Regions from separate parts of the Cricetulus griseus genome. Here region 1 is linked to region 2. A link is a contact called in public Hi-C data. All regions are on one chromosome and are shown on one strand. Each heading gives the region's core, a stretch centred on a gene start, on an enhancer-like site or on the middle of the called end of the contact. The rest is flanking DNA. Distances are from core to core; before and after follow the strand shown.

Region 1 (6,561 bases), core at 1,553-4,052, 96 kb before region 2:
AAAACTCATGGCGGTTTTAGTTAAAAATGATAACTGGAGGTTGGAATTTTTTTTTTCATGCTGTATGTAGAAAAGTTTGCCACGTGGACCTGTTTTCCTTATTGATGGCAGGAAAGAAGAAATGCAAATCTGTTCTCTGTTCAGCCTCATGTGTCATAAGCAGGGTTTAGGGGTCTGGTCTTCTCGGAGCTGAGCAGCTTCACAGATGACAGCTGTTCTGGGCTTGTGCCTCGGGACCATGGGCGTAGACAAAAAGGGAAATTGAAACAGACAACAGGAGTGTTTCCCCTGATCTTTTCTGAAGCAGTTAACAATTTCCAAGGAGGATCACAAATCAATGGGAAACTTACTTTTCATCTACACATAGCAAGTAGCCGACGTGTAGCCAGCGGGTCTCAGGGCTCTGGGACGAGATGCCCACGAATGTCACAGGAAAGCCCATGTCAGCACGATCATCTCTCTATGTTCCCTCAAATAGAAGTTGCTCGACTTTGTGCCATGTTCATTATCGGTGCTGCTCTCTGTTGCAATGGACTGATTGCTTCTCTTTGTCTGTGCAGCCTCTGCCGCCGTGTCACGACTCCGTAGAATCCATGCAGGTGTTTAAACAGCACTGCCAAATAGCAGAGGAGTACCATGAGGTCAAAAAAGAGATCGCCTTGCTTGAGGAAAGGAAGTAAGTACTTGGCCACCCAGTTGCTTCTACCAAGCAGAGACTGCGGTGGGCCGGTGGGAAGGGAAGGGATTTTAAGAACTAGCAACAGCCCTTGGGTAGATCAAGTCCTTCTACCTTCGGCCTAGGAAAGAGAGCTGTGGGCAGGCTTCTACTCAGAACTTAATTGTTTTTTAAATGAGATATTTTAGTTAAAGAAATTAAAAATTACCAAATACCGTCCAGAGCCATTCCATATTCTCTATGGTTCTACCCAGAGCCTCAGGGCACTTTGGATTGGGGTGAATTTTAATTGATGTTTAAAGAGGAGAGGTCCCACATTAAATGAAAACCCTTTTTAGAGTTATGTAAATGCATTAGTTGCCTAATTACATTTTATAGTCCTAGCAAGTTTTTTTTTTTTTTAATCATGATAGCATTTATTATCATTACAGGTCTGCTATGGAAAGTTATACAGTTCAATTAATTAAAGCACTTTAATTTTACTGACTGTTCCACAAAACCCATTTTATTTGCACTCAGTTCTGCCAGCATCTATCTTTAGTGACTCTTACTTTTTTATTCCTGAAAAGCATCAAAGTAAGCGCTGTGTCTTCATCCACTGGCCAGTTTGTTATAACACACTTACCAGGGAGACCTGTTGGTAGTATTTACACATCTGACTAAGAAGTGATCACATTAAAACATAGCTACAGAGGCATTGCTCACTGTTGAGTTCCTGAAGAAGCCTAGTCCATTATGTGCACCTAAGTGTTACACACATTATTGCCTGGGCATGAAATAGAACTCACAAGCAGGGCAGTTTTTTTAACATTGTATTTCTTCTTCCCCTTCATCTTACTGCAGTGTCGCAATGTATTTATTGCTTAATTTCTACCTGAATGAAGGTGAAATGTGTTTTGTTTAAGAAAATTCTGGGACTCATGAAGACTGCAATATAGAGGTTGGATATCTATAAGTGGATTTGGTAAGCAGACTACTGCATTTACCAAATGAACTCAGCCTTTTCTAAATTTCCTGCTTTGCTTCACTTCAGACACAAAAATTGACTTGGACTTTTGGCTATATGGGATTAAAAACTGTCAAGAAATCAGAAAACACAAGTTTTCAAATCCAAGGCTTTCTTTTGGGTTGTAGAGTCTCCATAAGCTGTCCAGATTTTTTAGGATGCATTTGTCAGCACAGTGTGACTTCTGAGAGTGTCCAGTGTTGTAGCCACATACCTCAATATGCCTAGGAACCTCTGTAGAACTTCCTACCTTGACCCTGCCTCAATTGCATAGTCCTATTCTTTCCCAGGATGGAGCTGGGTCCTGTCTGTGTCTGCTCCACTGGCAGCAATTCCTGTAGGAAGGCCCAGCCCATGCCCTTGCCTGTGGTGATCAGATCTTTTCCTCGGCTATGGAAGAGCTGCTGAATGACCCTTTGAACTTTCAGTAAGCTAATGCTGTCAGTAATCATGTTTAAGTTTATCCCTGTCTTTACGATGCTCTGTCTCTCCTGTGGGAACCCACCCCCCCCCTGCACTTGCTTTCTTTAGCATCTCTTTGTCTCCTTATCATCCACTGTGGAGCTGATCATAGATGTCAAATACGAATGAGGTTGATTTAAGGTAGCCCATTATAGGTTGCAGTAATGTCCTCTGCATAAACATATTCTCTTTGTATTGCTATGGTCCTGTATTTAAAATATGGCATTGATACCAGTAAGGGTTACTAAGATAACTGTTAAATCACAAGTGTGGTTAGAGTCGTTACTGTATAGAGTGCGTTCTCTAAGGGCTATTAGCTGTACTGTTTTTTCATTATGCTATAGTGTGCCAGTGGTTCATTTTGTAACAGATCCTTTTCTGAAGTCTTTGTTTTCAAGCAAGATAAATCAGGCCATATGGATTTGACCCACGAAGTTAGCATTCCATTAAAAAATGATTCTGATGCGAATTTCTCTCCCAACACTTCATAAAGTGTGGCTGACTTTGATGCCTTTGACAACTGGCTCATGCAAGTGAGACACAAAGATTCTAAAGTATTTTAAAAGCGATATTTTCTTTATTGGAATTGTGTGTGCAGTGCACAGCCTGATGTTTGAACTTGAGACTGAATTTCTCTCATATCTCCAGAGGAGGTCTCCCTGGATCAAGTTTGGGAGCACTTACAGCGAGAGGCAGAGTTGATAGAACTCTTACTGTGCAAGTCCATTGGGTGGATAAAGATAGTCAAAGCTTTTCACAGTTTACTCACCATGGGATAAATCCTATTTGTTTAAATTCATTTCTGGCTTATGACCAGTGATGTATAGAGTCAGTTCCTACGTTAGTTGGAGCATCTATATCTTTTTGTATGTAACCATATTCCTTATAATTGCATATATTATAGCATTATATATCTTTCTGATACATCTTCCAAGAATTTTCACTCAGTATACATAGCTTCTTTTGTCCATCATATAGCTTTAGAAATCTAGCACTGATAGACAGAAATGATTTAAAATATCCAATTAAACTACAACCAGCTATAAAGGTTGCTGAGTTCTAGACATGATCCTATCTTGTCTGGTGGAGAAAGCAGTTTTCTGGTCTCTATACGAACCTCCCTGAAAAGATAACAGAAAAAGATCGTTATAAAAGATGGACTTTTCTGTTTGACAGTTTAGGGCTCTGCAGGGTTTCAGTGTTGTGTAGCCGTCATCGTGGTTGTAGATGATCTTCATCAGCTCAGAAGGAAATCTTGTAGTCTTAAGCAGTCCCTCTCATTGTCCCTCTTTCCTAGCCATTTTAGCAAACAAACCTGTTTCCTGTGCCTATCAGCTTGCTGCTGGACATTTTTTCAGTGATTGTAATCGTGTAATGGGTTTTGATGTGACTCTCACAAGAGTAATGTTTCAAGTTCATCCACGTATCACACACCAGTGCTTTGTTCTTTTTATCTGTGGATAATATCCTGTTGTCCACATCTTATATGCCATCTGTTGGCTAATGTACACCTGGGTTGTTTGTACTGTTCAGTATTTTGAATAACGCCGCTATAAACATGTGTGAAGAGTTCTAATCGTTGCACATGTCCTCATGTGCTTGCTCCGTTCTGAGGATACCAACGCTAGGAGATGGCAATGATGTGTCATTGTGGTTTTGATTTACATTTCCCTGGTGGCTATGATGTTGCACAACTTTTATGCACTTCTGGGCCATTTCTGTTTTCTTGGGGAAATATTTGTTTAGATACATTGCCCAATTTTAAGAGGGTTTTCTTTTTAATTATTGCGTAAGAGGATCACACAACTTTAGTGGGTTCAAGTGAAGCATTAGAGGGATTTTTTTTTTTTTTGTATTAGGAACCCACAGACATTTTAAGACCTGCATGCTTATGTCTTATGTAAAATGATTGTGGAGAATAATAGCTTATCTAGGGGAATATTGAAATGTGGGAAGGGGTACTTGGGCTACTTGTAAAACTTTAATGTAAAAATAGTCCTCTTTTTGTTTGTGTTTTGTCATGGTATTTAACTCATTCTGAAACTGCCAACAGAGATTTTTGTGTTTAAATAGAAATATTTGTTGCCTTAGATCATTTTCGAAGAAATATTTTGAAGCCAAGTTCTGGGGAAGTCTCTCAAAGTTTGGGGATGGAGAGGATATCAGTAGGCCACTGTCACAGAGTGAGCAGAGAAAGGCCACTTTTATCTGCACTACTACACTCATCGGGTGAGATTTGGAAAAAGGTTGTGTAATGTGAACACAAGGAGACTGGAACCTTGAGCTGTACTCCAGGCATATGGGTCTTACACATTTACTCAGTTTAGAAATTGTGTTTTCATGGTCATAAAGAAACAATAAGAGTGGTATGTCCCACAGATGTTGGTAATAGTAGGTGGGCACACAGCGTACTCTTTCTCATGATGTCTGATGTGTGCAGCTTCCCTCCTGGGTAAAGTATGGGATTGGAAGTCATTTCCCAGCAGTATGTGGTTCCCAAGACCAACCCACCAATGAGAATAAACACACTGCCTGGTCTGAGCTTGGATGTAATGCTTGTTGGGCAAGAGACTAGAGAACCCTGGAAATTGATTGCTGAAAGCTTTGCTTGAGGAGGCAGAGGAAGGGCCAAGAGGATTTTTGTTTTGTTTTGTTTTTTTTCATTTAAATAGCTAGTATTTTTTGTTGAGGATCAACACTCCAGTCATAATGCCCCAGTCATAACAATTGGGTCTCTAACACCATCTAACCCAGGGCTGTCCAGTCTCTTGACTAGAATTCTCTTACCCTCTGCCTGAGACCTTGTTAAAAGGGACATGCCATGTATATACCCTTAATGAGTATATCATTAAGTCATTTCCTTTACCAAGGAGGCAGCACCAATGCAATCTCCAGAGGAGCAGAACAAGGAAACATCTTCTTTTTTGCCTTATCCCCATCCCAGGATCAGCTCCTAGTGATTGACAGAGCAAGTCCTGCAGCTTTCTTTATTTAATGCAGTGTATCTCACGAGGGGCCTTTCCTCCCCCAACTCCAACCCAGGACCTGGATAATATCCAGAGAAAAATGACTTCACGACCAGGATGTGAGGAAGTTGTTATCCAGAATCTAGTGAGTAAAAGCCAAGGATGATGCTGAGGCCCCTCCAAATGCCATTGTCTAGGATAGACTCTTCAGGCCTAATTGTCAATCAGACTAAAATTGGACAAACCCTTGCTTAGACTCAATCTTGCGCCCCCCCCACCAGCTTCTGCCTCCTCATATCTTAGTACATGTATGCGTTTACTATTCATGAGTGTTCAGCGCCATCGCCAGATTGAATTTTGGAAGCCTCAATTCAACACCATTTGTTATCTTTCCATTGTAAAAAAAAAAAGGAGGGAAGATCCTTCAGTCATCTTGAGGAGTCTGTTTTTCCTCTCCTATATAAATATGGGCCTCTGAACATGCAAGTACCACCAACTCAAGCATTCTTTTTTTTTTTTTAATAAAGTTTACCGTTAGCCCATCAGAGCCAAACCATCTAGAATTTTAACTTTTTCTCAATAAAAATGCTCAGTTAATTTTGCAAGCACTGAGAACCTTGATAGTGATCTTCCCACTCTCGTATTTTTGGTTGTGAGCCTAGTCTTTAACATCTGAGTCATCTCTCCACCCCAATAGTCATCTTCCTAGATCACAAAATATTTGTACCATCAATGAATCAGCTTTTTGGAAACTAAAGAATTTCCTACATTTTGAAATTAATTCCCACACACTTTTCATCTTCTCTGTCCTAACACTTCAACTTCTCTCGCTCTCCTTTTTTTTTTCTTTACAAGTAAAACTTTTCCAGGTCTGTGGCTTAAGATGAGAGCATCTGATGATCTGTGGTAGATCCTATGGGTGACTGCTGAGATTCATCACGTAGAGTGTTATGCTACAGGTTCTTAGCATCAAAGTGAGATTCCTGTAGCTATGGCCCTCCACCCCACATCCTATGACATTGAATGAGTGATAGACATGGTAGCCAGAAAAATCAAAAGCTGGGATCATATTTTGCCTCATTCATTGTAAATATTGAATTCTTCTTGAAATCATCTGTGTATAAAACAGTTTCAGTAGTTTGGTGTGCTGAGGCTTACCCATGACTAGCTAATGGATGAACATAAATGTGTCTAAATAAATAATTCCCAAACAGGAGACAGCAGACATCTTGCCTGTTTTTATTGGATGTCGATATAATTACTTACATGAAGCCAATTTGGAAATCTATCAGCCGAGCCTTCTTGATTGTAGTAAAGAAGAAATTATTATTGACATTTTCTATTGCAGAGTGATGGGAATAGTCTCACCCATTCCCTGCAGTTATAAAGTCAGTGATTCTGTGGTTAGTCATCTCTAAAAACCAAAACAGAAGACAGACAGATGGCATCAG
Region 2 (6,544 bases), core at 2,301-4,800:
TGCAGATTGTCCCTGTTTAGGAAAGGGGAAAAGAAAGGGCCCAATCATCACTTGCTATGGCATATATGTTATGTCTTGTCCAAATATTGTGCCATGTTTTCCTTTATAGTCACCATGTGCTGCTGCTTCATGGTAGGATTTACATTTTTCATTTTGAGAGCCATGCAAGGCATTCTGTCCCTGGAACAGAAAATGATGGTGGATATATTTAGATTTCTTTGGAAAAAAAATCTCTTCTTGGCTTGTGACTTGGAATTATTTAAATGCTTCTCAGTGTTAATGATACAATTTTGCTTTTAAGACAAAGCCAGTATTGTGTCTCAAAAGAGACTAGAGATGAGAAATGTTTGAAAAGAGAGTATGATTTTTGGAATAAACGTTGTAATACATATGTGTGAGAAGATGATGTATGACAAAAGCTGCATCCTATGGAATTAGAATGTCAGGGAAGCAGGACCAGTAGATTACTGGCTGTCCGGACAGTCTCAACATCTCCATATGCCTTTGTAGGGGAGTTCAATATGACTGATTAGAATACAGGCCATCATGATCCGGTGAGAAAAATGTCAAAGTCATGGTCTAGAGAAGAGAAGAATGTTCATACCCACCAGAGAAAGACTTCATAGGTGTCATTCTGAGAATTATCTACAATAGCCATATTTTCTAGTCTTGAGTGAGTTGATTTATTCAGTATACAGAAGCCAAAGTTACAGAATGAATAAGAAGAATGAATAATCTGTAGATGGACAGATTAATAAATCACAAAATTGGGTACTCAAAACGTCCAGCGGAAATAGACCAGGGAAATACCTGTAAGGTGGATATCTGCAGTTCCCTATCGAGAGTCCCAGGCACAGTGTCCCTTCAAGTGAGGCTTCTAAGTGTAAAGCAAACAGCATTTAGAGACAACTCCATCACATAAGGCTCCTACAACATCAAGCGGTACCTGACGATGGAGTTTGAAGCAGACAGCTCGAGTTCCCAGCTGAGCCTTCTCCCCATGACTGAGACTCTCACGGTTGAACTTTTGATTTCTTTTTCCCACTGTAGACTGTAGTTGGAGTTTTCTGTCCAGACTGCTGATCACCTCTGTCCCGCCAGCTGCTCCCCAAATAACCACACAGAAACTTTAGTATTAATTACAAATGCTCGGTCGATAACTTAGGCTTGCTTTTAGCTGGGTCTTATAACTTAAAGTAGCCCACTTCTATTAATCTGTGTGCTGCCCTGAAGCTCATATACCTCATTTATGTACTTCCCACCCTGCTCGATGATGTCACACCCTTTTTCCATCCAACATTTTCTCTGCCTTGAAAATCCTGCCTAGCCATTGACTAATCAACGGGAGCAACACATATTCACAGCGTACAGAAGGATTGTTTCACAGCAGTAGACCTTTTCATAACACGGGAAAAGCAATAGTAGCCTCTGTTTGGAAATGGCTCTCCTTCTTAGCTGTTGTCATGGCATGGCACAAGGCTTTCACTTTTGGTTTTCTTTGTTGTTTTTCTTTCCTCCTTGTCGTAGAGTTGGGGGGCAGCCATGCTAAGAGAGATGTTCTTGTAGGACAAGTGAGGGTAAGCATGTTTGGAGGGGGCTTCTGGGTGAGCTAATACCACACAGCACAAGGCAGTTTATCAAAGCAATGCACATTAGAGGTGTGAAAAGAAGGCAGACTACAGTTCCCTTGCCTCAGAATGGAAGGAGAGTGATTGAAGCATTGGAACTCGGGTGTCTCCCAGAGCCCTCATCCCTCATCCTTCTTGCAGGGTCTCTCCCTAAGTGTCTTCCCTCCTTTCTCTGCACCCTCAATACCTGCACCATGAACTCAGGCATCGGAAAATGCCACCGACGACATCCATCTCTTGATCCCCCCCTGCCCTGCCCCCCTGTAGCCTGCTGGACCACATTTATCTCAGCTGAGCCCTGGTTTTTGCTCTGCCGTCTCTTCCTCTTGAAGCTATCACTTCAACGCTGACATTGCCACCTCACACAGGCCATCTTCTCACATATTTTGGAGGTAACTGAATGTCCTCAACCCACAAGAGTTTACACAATGAACAGATGCAATAATGAGAATGATATTACTATTTGGTAGCCACCCCTCTCTCTGAGCCCCTGAGCTGTCTGCTTGTGTTTAAGGAGTACATACATTTTGGGTTTGCTGGTGTTTTGCCACCCATTTTTCTCCATCTTTCCACTTGAACTCAAAAGTCAGCAGTATTATTCCTTTCCACAAATTACAGGGCTCAGGGGCTCTAGGCCTTAGGGGTGGTGATTCCTTGCTTCTGTCTGATCAGGTTGGCCAGTGCAGCCCGCTCTTTCTACAGACTGGTAAGTTTTACCAAGTGTGCACGCAGTCGTGCAGAAAGGCACGGCTCTGAACAACCGTGAATACAATAAAAAATGAAAGTGAACAACTGGATAAATACTGGAATAAGCAGCGGAGTGTGAGAGCATGGCCAGGGTTTGAGCGGAGGGAGCGGCTGACACCACCAGCCGTTGAAACTGGGTCCATGTTTCCCGGCAGCTACAGCATAGATGGACAGACATAGGCTGCCGGACACTGTACAATATTTCGGATGTGAAGCCCAGCACAATGTGTTTGCTCCTTGGTGAATGCAGCCGATCACAGCCAGAGGACAAGAAGCACAGGTCTTTAATCCTAGCACGTGGGAGGCAGAGGCAGGGGGATATCCCAGTTCCAGGCCAACCTGGTCTATAGAGTGAGTTCTAAGACAGCCAGGGCCACACAGAGAAACTGTCTTGAAAAACAAAAACAAAACAAAACAAAAGAGTGCAGATTACTCAGGCAAGCATTAAGGGTACAGGGGTAACTCTCAAAGCAGTGTGTGCGGAGTGCAAGCAGCAAAGGGATTTGATCTGGGGACTCTTGCATATTAGTGGCTTATAATGAGCAGACTACACTCCAGGTCACATGCCTTGTGGTTTTCAAGGAAGGGCCTCGTCTGACACAAACAACTTGGAGGGAAGTTAGTGATCACTGAGAGGGGCCACAGCCTCCTCCTCTCAAACCTGCTCCTGAAAGACCTGCCCAGAGCCAGGCAGACTTTCTTGACACACCCCTTTCGGCAAGTTCAAACACCAGGCTCTCGCGCCCCCACTGGAAAGCAGCCCAGGAGCTTGGCTAAGACGAGCCTCCAAGGTTTCTGGGGTGGGTGGGTGGGTATAAGATCCTTATCTGACCTGTTTGGGGGGGCGGTTTACCCTGAGCAATGCAACAACCCTTGTGGGTGTGGAGCCGTCAGCCTTTCTTTTCTTCCCTCAGTAGGTGAGGATGAGGTGGTCCCCGGTAGCTTATCACCGTGTCACTTAAGGCACAGGTAGGAAGACGGGGTTGGAGGTCAGGCTGTGGGCTTCAAGCTCCAGAACGCAGCACAGTAGGGGCCCGAGGCCACACGGGGAGGAGCTCACCAGGGGAGGGAGGGCGTGGCCTGGAACGGGGCGTGGCCCGGCGCTTGGCAGGGCTTCGGCCACGGGGCGGGCCCGGGGGCGGGGCCGGGGCGGGGCGGGCCTTAGCGCCGGGAGGCGCTGGCGGCGGTGGCGGAGTGGAGCGGAGCGCAGGGGAGGGGACGGGCGGCTGGCCGCGCGGAGGGAGTGAGTCACCTGACCGCCGCTTGCCGCCTGCAGTCGGGCCGCGCCGCGCCTCGGCTCCGGTGAGTGGCTCGGGCGGCGGGGGCTGTCGTCCTTCCGTCCTTCCCGGGGGTCAGCCGGGCTCCAGGCGGGCGGCCGCGCGGGCCTGGAGGGGGCGGCGGGCCGCGCGCCGTTTACGCGCCGCGCGGACTCTCCGGGTCGGCCGAGCCGGCGCCGCCCTGCACCGAGCTCCGCGGGCCGCGTCCCGCTCTGCCTGCGTGCGGGGGCCAAGGCCGAGCCGGCCCGGACGCCAGGACCACCCCGGGCCGCGGCCCGGGCTTCCCTTTGTTGCAGCTGTACGCACGATTGTCCTTTAGATCCGCACTGCACGGGCAGAGTGGGACTGGGTGACAACGACACCAGCTTTGTGTTCGCGTCTGGTAGCGCCAGGGCCAACGCGCTCTCGTTGTTCCCCGGCACTTTGGTGTCATTTAGTGTGGGATTGCGTCGATGGCTTTTATGTAGTGAGCTCTCTACGTTCAGCATGGGCTGAGTCAAGGCAGGCGTTGTAGTAATTCTGAAAGAACGTGTGTGGGAAAATCCAGCTCCAGAGACAGGCTTGGAAGAACAAAGGCTGTTTTAGCAGGATGCTGCTCTTTTCGGAGAACTGTATGGAGTTGTGACCGCTCGCTATGGAGGATGCCCCTGCTGGGTCTTTGTTTAGGTATTTGAGCACTCCTTTCAGCCTTGCGTGGAAGGCAGTTCAGACAGAATGAAGGGTGGACACCCTAGATTTGTTAGTGGCGGAGCTTTTGAGCGCTACACACGTTCAGAGAAATGGGAAGAGGTATGGGTTGGCCTATTCTTCCTGCTCCTGCTGCGGTAGTGGTGCAAGCTCCGGGCTGGGCTTGAAGGCGCTTGCCACTTCTGGCTTTGGACATCATAAGGTAGTGTAAGGGGGCGGGGGGGGGGGCGCTCCCGGTGATTCATCCTGGAGTTGGGTGGCTTTGGAGGAGTGATCGCCTCTTGTATTGTTGTTTAACCGACGGATCTGTCAAGTGGCTTCCCTTTGTTTGCTACGTTGGTTGGATAACAAGGTAGGGTGACTCTTTAAAAGAGTTTGTGTTGCTGAGTCATTCACCCCAGTCTGAGAGGTAATTAGGAACAGCTGGTGCAGATACGCACATCACATGCCTCCACTATAAAAGGTTGAGCTGCACTCATGAGGGGTTGCTTCAGGAGGCCGGAGGGGGGGCCAGCTGCGGGGTGTGTGTTTTGATACAGGTAATCAGTGGGTGACGTGGGAGATCACGCTTAGGACGTGGCCAAGTATAACACCGAGGTGGTGTTTAAACAGCAGCCTCGTGGCCCACTGCGGGAGAACCAATTTGTGCCGGAGAAATTTCAGATAGAAGTAAGGCATTCAACAGTACTGGAAGGAAACATTTCCTTCTCTTGATGTCCTTAATTAATTGTTTCGTTTTTAGTGTTGATGTTGAGTGGGGAATACACGCTTCAGTCATTCTTTGTAAAAGTTTGTTTTTGATGAGGCCACAAAGGGGATTTCCTCTCAGGGCTTTTAGGGTTTCCTGCATAACTAGTTTCTAGGGTCAGAGAGGTGGTAGCTGACAGAGTCAGCAGGTTTTCCTGGGTCAAGACTAGAAGGAGAGCTCTGTGGGAAGACAGTGTGTGTCTGCCTCACTCTCTTGATTTTATGGATCTCGTGTGATTGCTTTTTTGCTTGAAATAATGAGCACATACACATAGCAGTCACTCACTCAGTGCAAAGTTTAGAAATGGAAATGTGTATGAGGGGGCAGAGAGCTGGCTTCTTCCCTTTGGCCAAAAGAGTGAAGTTTTTTTTCCCTGTAAGTTTTCTTTACATTTATTTATTTATTCATTTATCAGAGGGCAGTTTGTAGTTGTGTGTCTCTCCTTCCATCCCTCGGGTTCTGAGACTCATACTCAGGTCATCTAGCTTGGTGGCAAGTGCCTTTACCCACTCAACCATTGCATGGGCCCCAAGAAAGATGACAAGTTCAGTTCCTCTAAAACAATTGTAGTAGGGAAGTGGTTACTTTGTTGCTTTAGGTTTAGGGATTATCTATCAGTCATGTATCTCTCACATATTAGGACTTTTCAGGTGGTGTGCAAGATGATTTATCTGAGATGAAAATACCCACACTTTGCTTTTAAAAATAACTTAAAAAATGAAACCCCCCAAAATTAAAGAAACAGAGTGACATCATTACTTTTGTATTAAGTAAGATAGTTCTACACACTTTGTCCTGTTTTCTTTTGAGGACTACAAAATCCGCTTACTGCTGTCAATACATTACTCCGAAACAGGTTCTTTTGTTTGTTTTTCATTTCCAATCCCTGCTGGAGAGCTGTAATTATTTCAAAATACTCATAGTATTTAATTTTCATTACACAGGTAGTTTTATATGTTGTAAAGAATAGAAGGTGGAAATTTCTTGCTACATTGTTGAAGTTAGTGATAAAAGTAAGAAATAATACAGCTAGCTATGATAACATTTTTATTGAATTTGGAGGTAAGACTAGTGGGTGTGTGGTTGAATGTGTGTGATCTGTAGAGTAGTGGGTCATACAGCAGGAATACTTGCTTGATAATTTACACATGTAGTATTTCTAACAAAGTCTTTGTTTTGTTTGTTTTTGTTTTTTGTTTTTGTTTTTTGTTTTTGTTTTTTTTTTGGAGACAAGGTTTCTCTGTGGCTTTGGAAGCTGTCCTGAAACTCGCTCTTGTAGACCAGGCTGGGTCTTGAAGTCACAGAGATCCTCCTGCCTCTGCCTCCCGAGTGCTGGGACTAACACCCACCACCAACTAACACGTGCACCACCAACACCCGGCGTTATAACAAAGTCTTTTAAAAATGACAATGTTCTCTTACCCTTTGAGAGCCTGTGGGTTCCCCCCTTTTTTTAT

What was found. A called contact is a pair of places that touch in the nucleus more often than the background predicts.
Region 1: a Hi-C map of the CHK-Q cell line shows a contact between it and region 2, with 3 times the contacts expected there. The contact joins the enhancer-like site here to the promoter of Bach1 in region 2. A contact is called at or near these places in 2 of 8 Hi-C or Micro-C datasets (the CHK-Q cell line and fibroblasts).

The regions. Positions count from the first base shown.
Region 1 is chr4:9,775,927-9,782,487 of CriGri-PICRH-1.0, reverse strand. It overlaps Map3k7cl (MAP3K7 C-terminal-like protein), which reads left to right. Exons shown (of 4, transcript XM_035444433.1): 3 at 561-676. Among named protein-coding and RNA genes, the nearest start is that of Map3k7cl, 27 kb to the left of the region's middle. Within about 2 kb of position 2,802, at least 5 of the 6 cell types and tissues checked have open chromatin away from gene starts, as enhancers often do. A contact at or near this core is called in fibroblasts, where this site is marked.
Region 2 is chr4:9,681,154-9,687,697 of CriGri-PICRH-1.0, reverse strand. It overlaps Bach1 (transcription regulator protein BACH1), which reads left to right and starts at 3,550. Exons shown (of 5, transcript XM_027412340.2): 1 at 3,550-3,677.